Regions from separate parts of the Macaca mulatta genome. Here region 1 is linked to region 2. The links are chromatin contacts, called in public Hi-C maps. All regions are on one chromosome and are shown on one strand. The core of a region is the stretch at or near the end of the contact, and the rest is flanking DNA. Distances in the headings are between cores, read along the strand shown. Region 1 overlaps ZNF710 (zinc finger protein 710). Region 2 holds the start of AP3S2 (adaptor related protein complex 3 subunit sigma 2).

Region 1 (4,406 bases), core at 1,157-3,656, 200 kb before region 2:
AGCAGCCTCCTCGCTAGCTGGCTCGGCTCTTGATCCCCCTGCGACCCCCGTCCCCAGGGCCGGCCCACCAGCACCAACCCCATCGCCAGCATCTTTGCCTGGACACGTGGCCTGGAGCACCGAGGGAAACTGGATGGGAACCAGGACCTCATCAGGTGAGCATGGAGGGAAAGGCCGGAGCTGCTCAGGACAGGCTCTGGGTCCTGCCCTTGCACAGATGGGGTCTCATTCTGCCCCATCCCCCGTAGGTTTGCCCAGACGCTGGAGAAGGTGTGCGTGGAGACGGTGGAGAGCGGAGCCATGACCAAGGACCTGGCAGGCTGCATTCATGGCCTCAGCAAGTGCGTGGCCTGGGGTGGTGGGCAGACCCTGGGGCCAGGTGGGAGGAAGCCAGGGAACCCTTCCTAAAGTTCCCCTCATGAGTCAGCTTAGCTGTCAGGGGGCCTGGGGCAGGACATATCCATAGCCCCAAGAGATTGCTCAGGCCAGCCTCTGCAGACCAGGCCTAGTGAGTTCCTCCCCATCCCTGAGGCTGGCTGCTCAGAGCTCCTTCTGACCCTGCCCACGCCCCTCTCCCAGCTTCTCTCAGGAGAGCAGTTACCTGGAAAGACAGACCCTACTGGTGCCTGCCAAATTGCTGTGGCCTCATGGCAGTGGCCTATAGCTGGCCTCTGGCCTATAGCCTGGATGGCAGGAGATGGCTGTTCTGATGCCCAAGCTCAGGCTGTTCCCTGGAAGGGCCTGGAGCCGCCCCTGATGTGAGTGGTGCTCTCTCTGCAGTGTAAAGCTGAACGAGCACTTCCTGAACACCACGGACTTCCTCGACACCATCAAGAGCAACCTGGACAGAGCCCTGGGCAGGCAGTAGAGGGAGGCGCCACCCATGGCTGCAGTGGATGGGCCAGGGCCGAGCCGGCGGGTCCTCCTGAGCACGGCAGAGGGTGAGCCTCACAGCCCCTCTCTGGAGGCCTTTCTGGGGGATTTTTTGTAAGTGAGATGTTTTTAAAAGCATATGTGTGTTTCCCCTCCTGGTGACGTGAGGCAGGAGCAGTGTGTTTTACCTCAGCCAGTCAGTATGTTTTGCATACTGTAATTTATATTGCCCTTGGAACACATGGTGCCATATTTAGCTACTAAAAAGCTCTTCACAAAACTGTCTGCTGTGTTTGTCCCTGAGGGGAGGAGGTAGTGGGACCCTGAGGCAGAGGCCCTGCTAGAGCTGGCAGGTTCCCCTGGGGCAGACCAGAGCACCTCAGGAAGGGGCTGCCACCGCGGGGAGGGGACCAGGCAGCCCTGGGATCCCGCATTCCACAGGGGCCCCCTGCGGAGCTCTCGGACACTCAGGGCACAGGCCTGTGGGTTCCCTGGAAATTTCTAGCATGATCCAGTTTCTGTGTCCAGTTCTGCATTCTGAGAGTCAATCAGTCCCTGATAGGTTGTCATTGATTGTTTTCTTCATTGGTTTTAACCTTCTAAACATCTCCAGACCACTTTCTTAGCCTTTCTCTAGGTACTAAAAACAGGTCCTACCCACACCTGCCTCACACTTCTCCTTTCCAAGGCTGACTGAGTTTGGCGGGGCTTGGGTGTGGGTGAACGAGGGCCCCGCATTGTCTAGGCCAGCGGTTCCCAGGCTTGGGTTCACTTCACCATGCATTGGCAAAACTAGAAAAGTAAGCTTGTGAAAAATTGCTCTCAGCCAGGCATAGTGGTGCACGCCTATAATCCCAGTACTTTGGGAGACTGAGGTGAGTGGATCACTTGAGGCCAGGAGTTCGAGACCAGCCTGGCCAACATGGTGAAACCCCATCTCTACTCAAAATACAAAAATTAGCTGGGCATGGTGATGCGCACCTGTAGTCCCAGCTACTCGGGAGGCTGAGGCAGGAAAATGGCTTGAACCTGGGAGGCAGAAGTTGCAGTGAGTCGAGATTGCACCAGTGCACTCCAGCCTGGGTGACAGAGCAAGACTGTCTCAAAAACAAACAAAAATTGCTCTATGCAAGTTCTTTAGCCCCATGTAAAAAGGAAAAATAAAAGTTGCTCTAAAGCTACATATAATCAAAAGGACTGTCTGCTGCATAGTAAGTTCTGCAAAGCTTCTACTTTTTGGTGTTAAAATGTCCTGGAGAAGAGTTGTATAATCTTTATAAAGTCCTGGCCGGGTGTGGTGGCTCATGCCTACAGTCCCAGCACTTTGGGAGGCTGGGAGTTTGAGGCTGTAGTGAGCTATGATTGCACCTGAGTAGAGTGAGACCCCATCTCTCAAAATCCCATCTTACAAAGTCCCTTTCCTAAATACTAGGGGGACTCCTATGGCTCCTGAAACCTGACCATTGCTGTAGACTGAGTGGCCTTGGAAGGGCTCTAGCCCTCCACCCACACTGGTGACCCCCCGCTTCCTCTTCCTGAATAATGCCCTGAAACTCTCAGGGCTGTAAGAAGAAATGTGGACTGCTGGCTCCAGCAGGCCCACCCCCTGGGAAGAAGCTCAAGGTTTCCTGCGTCTTCTTGCCTGTCATCAGCACAGGGCTGGCAGCTCTGCTGAATGCAGCCTCTGAAGCCCAGCCTGGCATCGGGAGCTGGCTTCTTTCCTGAAGCCATGTGGGTGGGTAGGGAGGGGAAGCAGCTTTTCTCTGCAAGTGCTGGGAATGCAGGGGCCTTGGCCGGCTTGACTCTTTTGACTCAGGCACCTGGCCCTGCAGGTGGCCATTCCAGTGCAGAGGATGGTCTCAGCCTCCCCTGGGCCGCCCCTGGAGAGTGCAGCCCTGCTGTGTGGGGCTGGGAAGTTTTGCTGAGAGTTCCTACTAGGGGTGAGGGCCAGGTCCCCAAGAGCTGGGGAAAGAAGCATTTGCAGTCACCTCACTAAAGAATATTCATTTATTTATAATTATTGCTAAGTAAACTTCTCTTTTAAACAGGAACATAAAAACACAGTAGGGCTTTGCACAAGTGGAATCTCTAAACAGTTGGTTTGTATACATGTCAAAATAAGTTAGAATGGAATTCGTCCAGGAGTTTCCAAGTCACCCGAGAGGCTGTGCACCTCTTTTGAGAAGTGTAGGGAGGGGTGCAGACAGGAGCCTTGCCGAGACCACCCCCCAGCTCAAACTGTGAGTTGTGCTGTTTCCTCCTCCTAGCTTTGCCCAGGTCCAAGGCACAGGGCAGGGGGCGTTCAAGTATCGAACCTCACAGAGGGCCAGTGCTGACAGTGGGGCTGGGGGAGGGAAAGGAGAGCCCCACCCCGGGGGCCAGACCTTCTCCCTTCAGTTTCCAAGACCAAGGCCACTGCACTGGCAGGTGGGAGGAGGAGGAGGAGGTACAGGGTTCTTTTTGGTACCAGGGGAGAAAGACGTTGTAGGAAGAGGTAGTTGCAGGGGATGATGCCTTCTGCTCAGCAGGAGAAAATGTCTTGTGCAGTGACGGGGTCACTGCCACCTGAGGGTCATGGCGGGCACCTGGGAGGTTGTGGGGCCTTGGGGTCTGGGAGCCACACTTGGGCCACCTTGTCCATCCTCAGTCCTGATCACAGTCACCCTGAGGCCTGGCTTGGTCCTTCACTTAAGGATCCAGCCTTGGGGGTGGCTGCGCTGCAGATTGGTTCCTCCCACCCGAGGCTGTTCCCCTCTCCGGGTTTCTAGGCTGAAGTTAGTGGCTTCATCTGTGCCTTTGAGGACGACTCCTGCTTGCCACTCCCCACTGAGGCCTCAGGAGGCAAGTGGGTGGGGGTCCGGGTGCCCTAGAGTTCCTGAATGTGATATTTCACTGCCCTGGGCCTGTCGTCTCTGGTTCCAGGGGCAGGAGCTGGCGTGGGAACAGAGGGGAAGACAGCAGGCGAGCGAGAGAGCTAGCTCTTGGCTGAGCAGAGTCAGCAGCCCTGACAGCCGAGGATGGGACATGGGATGGAGCAAATCAGCAACTGCACGAGCCAGGCAGGGGTGGAGGGCTTTCCAGCTCTGCTTTCTCCTGCCTCCCACCCCAGCCTGCTGAGGCTGCTGCCAGCGGCTGCACCTCCAGGGCCAGTGTGACAGTCCCCATGGAGCCCCGGTCCTGCCCGGCCAGGCTGCTCGGGGTGGGTGGGTAGGAAGGAAGCACGCACAGCACACGAGGAAGCTTATGCTTGGAAAAAGAAAATGCATCTCCATCAGAAAAGGTCATAGGTGACACACAGTTGGAAAGAAAAAAATAAGTTACCTTCAGAAGACCCCCTTTGCTCAAAAAAACCCTTGATTTCCCTCTGTGGGCTTCACTTTCCTTTTTTAAATACGTTGCTCTTTCCGGGGAGCTGCTGACTTGTTATCCCCGTCGCAAGGTGGACACTGAGGAATAAGAAATGACTGCGGTCCCCCTCCCCCGCAGGTGGTCCTGGGCCTTCCCCAAGGACAACCCTTCTTGGTCCCCCGTGG
Region 2 (4,390 bases), core at 1,140-3,639:
AGAATTTTCTTTGATATTTTTCCTCAACATTTTAAACATTTTTGTCAAGTTTCAGTGCAACTGACTTTGGGTTTTTATTTATTTAAAAACTGGGCCATGCCAAGTGCAGTGGCTCACGCCTGTAATCCCAGCACTTCGGGACACTGAGATGGGTGAATCACTTGAGGTCAGGAGTTTGAGACCAGCCTGGCCAGTGTGGTGAAACCCCATCTCTACTAAAAATACAAAAATTTGCTGAGCATGGTGGCATACGCCTGTAATCTCAGCTACTGGGGAGGCTGAAGCAGGAGAATTGTTTGAACCCGGGAGACGGAGGTTGCAGTGAGCCAAGACTGTGCCACTGCACTCCAGCCTGGGCAACAGAGACTCCATCTCAAACAAACAAACAAACAAACAAAAACAAAAAAACGCTGGACCAGGCATTGTGGGGGTTTGGGAGGCTGAGGCTGGAGGATCGCCTGAGGCCAGCAGTTTGAGGTTACAGTGAGGTATGACTGTGCCACTGCACTCCAATCTGGGTAAGACCCTGTCTCTGAAAAAACAAACAAGCAAACCCCAAAACTCTGGCTGCAAAAGTAGCACATATTTCTTTGAAGGAATAAAAGGAAAACTTGATAATCCTACCACCCAAAGATGTTTTAAAATCACTTATGTGGTACTCAGTTATGTGCCATGCACTGTTCCAAGTGCTTACAAATATTATAATAACTCCTTTTGTGTTTATAACAACTGTCTGCAGTCAGTAGACTCATTTTCCAGTTTAGGAAACTGATATTACACCTTTTCTACAGATGAAGAAACTTGCCCAGGGTGCCCAGGCAGTCCGCAGAACCATGCTTTGAATCAGGGCAGTGTGGTTCCAGGGGCCTGTACAAATCAAACCACCCTGACTCTGCCATTCCATCAGATACATTATTCATGTTTTGGTGTATTTGCCGCCAATCTTGTGTAAAGTGGGTTGTCCCTGTGCATACTTCGTGTAATCTTTTGGCTTAACAGATGTCATGAACACTTCTGTATCATAAATCTTTCCCAGCATGATTTTTATTAGCTATTTAATATTTCTCATATTCATGTAGAACAATGCACTTAACCAATTTCTCATTTTTGTAATAATTTTTTTCCCGTTTTCCCCTGTAATAACACTGCTGCGATATATATTTTTTTCTTCTTTTTTTTTTTTTTTTTTTTTACTGTTCTAAAGATACTCTGGCAGAAATGTATGTTCCTGAGGCTAAATCTTTTCACACATCCACAATCATTTTATTATAAATTCCAGAGCTGGAAACGCTGAGTCTAATGTTAAATAAATACATATATATATATAGAGAGAGAGAGAGAGAGAGAGTTTTGTTTTTGGAGACAGAGTCTCGCTCTGTCGCCCAGGCTGGAGTGCAGTGATGCAATCTCGGCTCACTGCAACCTCCGCCTTCCAGGTTCAAGCCATTCTCCTGCCTCAGTCCCGGGACTATGTATCTGGGTATCTGAGTCCCAAATATCTGGGACTACAGTCGCGCGCCACCACACCCGGCTAATTTTTGTAATTTAGTAGAGGCGGGGTTTCACCATGTTGGCCAGGCTGGTCTCGAACTGCTGACCTCAAGTGAGCCACCCGCCTCAGCCTCCCAAAATGCTGGGATTACAGGCGTGAGCCCCCGGGCCTGGACTGTTACATATTTTAAAGGCTTCTGATCCATATTGCCAAAAAGTCCTCTGGATCGATTTGCAGCTGTATCCGCTGCTCCATCTGCAGTATACGAACGTGCTCCACCTTACCCACACTGGGTCATTAAAAGAACAAACAAAAATAAGAACTTGATTGATTTGGGATTTTAAAGGAAATGCACTAAAAATTCTTTAATTCCACCATTCACCGTCTACCATGGAGGAACAGCCCATATGCACGGAGAGACAGCTACGTAATTCACTGCAGCATTGTAATACTGAAAAATAAAAATGAACGAAACGTTCCTTAACCGAGGAACGGCCGAACGACCGGCGTCTCCACTCCGCGGAACGTTCTGCGAGCGCTAAGGGGAAGGCGGGAGTACAGGTTTTGGAGCGGACGGTGAGAAAGGCAAGCTCGCGCCGCCTCTCTGTGTTGGCAACCCGGCTGGTGGTCAAGTTTCGGCTTCTGGGGCCAGCTGTCGGTCTTGGCGAGGGACATAGATCCGGATTCGCATCCTGACCGGCCAACCGACGCTGGTCGAGGTGACCACGCTTCTGGGCAACCGCACCTGCAGTCCGCAGGGGACCCCGCCGCCTTCTCCAGGGCGTCAAAGAGGCCGGACCCTTGGGTGCTAGGGCTCCTGGGTGCCGGGGCCAAGTTTCCGAGTGCCGCTCTCAGCAGCGCACCAACCGGAAGTGGCCGTGTTGTGGCGGAAGGAGGCGATTTCTGGGAGTAGCCGGTGCTGAGAGAACCGTGGCCGGCAAAGATGATTCAGGCGATTCTGGTTTTCAACAACCATGGAAAGCCGCGGCTAGTCCGCTTCTACCAGCGTTTCGTGAGTGCGGCCCGGCTTCACCACGCCCGTTGAGGGTGCCCACTATCTCTTCTTTCCTCTTTGGCCTCTGGGCGCCCGGGGGCACCGCTCCTTGGTCACCTGGGGCTCCTGCACCGTGCATGACCCTCACCCTTCTTAAGCACTTAACCTGGGCGCAGGCCGGTGCCAGGCATTCTGTCTCCCGCCCTACTGCCCTCGCTCTTTCTGACCCTTTTCTGGATCCTGCATTTCTGTGCCATTTTGTGACATTTTCCCTTGGGTCTCTGGGAACGAGATAGAAGCGACAGTGGGGAGTGTGCCTCGTTGAGAACTTGAATGATTGAAGTCACGTTCTGTCATCTTTTTGGTTGTTGACCACAGTTTCATGAGGAAGAAATATTAAGTTTCTGAAAGTTTTTGTTATAGCCAAAGGGTCTGGAAAAGTTCTTTATTTGGAATTATTTTGCTTCAGTGTTGGCTGGGACTTTCCAGAGACTAGATACCCTTCACTCTGTAGGGTTGAAGAAAATTTTAGTTTAAAAGTGGAAACATGATGAGAAATTATAAATGCTGCTGCATAAGGGCTCAATAAGTGATTACGTAAATTTGAATTTTCCCAACACGTTCCTTTGCAAACACATAAACATCAGTATTTGCTTCCTATCTTCCAATATTTTATTTCTTCATGGCGGGGTTTCAAAATGTTACATAATTGGGGTACTGGCCAAACTGAAGAGGGGAGTCAGAAAACGTATTCCGGCTTCAGCTCCACCTTTTCTACTCTTGCGTCTATTGACAAGTTAATAAACCCTTTTCAGACTTAAATTATTCTGTCTTTTGTCAATTAGAAATGAAAAACTAATTTTACTCCTTCATAAGATTTTTAAAGCTAGATTACATTTAATTAAGTAGATTACATCGAGGTAAAAATATGAGTATTCAACATAACTATTTGTATTTGCATTTGTGTGTATACAGATTCCCCCCTAGTTTTTTTCTAGGTAAAACTAGATAAAACTAGAGATAAAACTAACATGCCATACTATTTACTTATTTATTTTACGTTATTTACTTACACAGATGAAGTCTTTCTATGTTGCCCAGGCTGGTCTTGAACTCCTGGGCTCAAGCAATCCACCAGACTCAGCCTCCCAAAGTGCTGGGATTACAGGCATGAGCCACTGTGTCCGGCCCCAGTTTACCTATTTAAAGGGGACAGTTCAGTGTTTTTTAGCACGTTCACAGAAGCTGCACAACCATCACCACAATCAATTTTAGATCATTTTCATCACCCCAAAAAGAAACCTCTGCCCATTAGCACTCATTGCCTATTTCTCCATGACTGTCCCAGCCCTAGAGAGTCTTTCCCTCTAAATTCGCCTGTTCTAGAATGGCAAATGGAATTTGACTATTCCAGAGTGGCAGATGGAATTTGCCTACTCCAGAGTGGCAGATGGAATTTGCCTATTCTGTTGCATATAAATGAAATCATAAATAAGTGGGTTTTTTTGTGTCTGCCATGTTTCATGTAATATAATGTTTTCAAGATTCATCCATGTTGTAGCATGTATCTGATCTTCATTTCTTTTATTGCTGAATAATATTGCATTATATGGGTATGCCATATTTTGATTGTCTGTTTATAAGCTGATGTTTCTACTTTTTGGCTCTTCTAACTAATGCTGCTATGAACATTCTTGTGCAAGTTTTTATGTGGACTTATGACTTCATTTCTCTTGGTTATATACCTAGGAGTAGAATTGCTGGATCATATGGTAACTATGGTGAACATTGTGAGAAACTGCAAACTATTTGACAAACTTTCCAAGTGGCTGCACCATTTTACATTTCCATCAGCAATGTATAAGGATTCCAGTTTCTTCACATCCCTGCCATTCGTTATTTAT

The links. Hi-C and Micro-C count contacts between places; a contact is called where the count stands out from the background.
Region 1: a Hi-C map of cortical neurons shows a contact between it and region 2, with 5 times the contacts expected there. The contact joins the enhancer-like site here to the promoter of AP3S2 in region 2. A contact is called at or near these places in 7 of 14 Hi-C or Micro-C datasets (blood, cortical neurons, fetal cortex germinal zone and 3 more).

What each region holds. Positions count from the first base shown.
Region 1 is chr7:79,907,276-79,911,681 of T2T-MMU8v2.0, reverse strand. It overlaps ZNF710 (zinc finger protein 710), which reads right to left. Exons shown (of 5, transcript XM_077940331.1): 5 at 2,863-4,406. It overlaps IDH2 (isocitrate dehydrogenase (NADP(+)) 2), which reads left to right. Exons shown (of 11, transcript NM_001257762.1): 9 at 58-155; 10 at 249-341; 11 at 781-1,157. The coding sequence ends at 868. Among named protein-coding and RNA genes, the nearest start is that of IDH2, 18 kb to the left of the region's middle. Within about 2 kb of position 2,406, at least 6 of the 40 cell types and tissues checked have an H3K27ac peak or open chromatin away from gene starts, as enhancers often do. A contact at or near this core is called in cortical neurons, where this site is marked.
Region 2 is chr7:79,708,058-79,712,447 of T2T-MMU8v2.0, reverse strand. AP3S2 (adaptor related protein complex 3 subunit sigma 2) reads left to right here and starts at 2,389. Exons shown (of 6, transcript NM_001194004.2): 1 at 2,389-2,504. The coding sequence starts at 2,436. It overlaps LOC144330104 (a long non-coding RNA gene), which reads right to left. Exons shown (of 2, transcript XR_013395979.1): 2 at 2,372-3,431.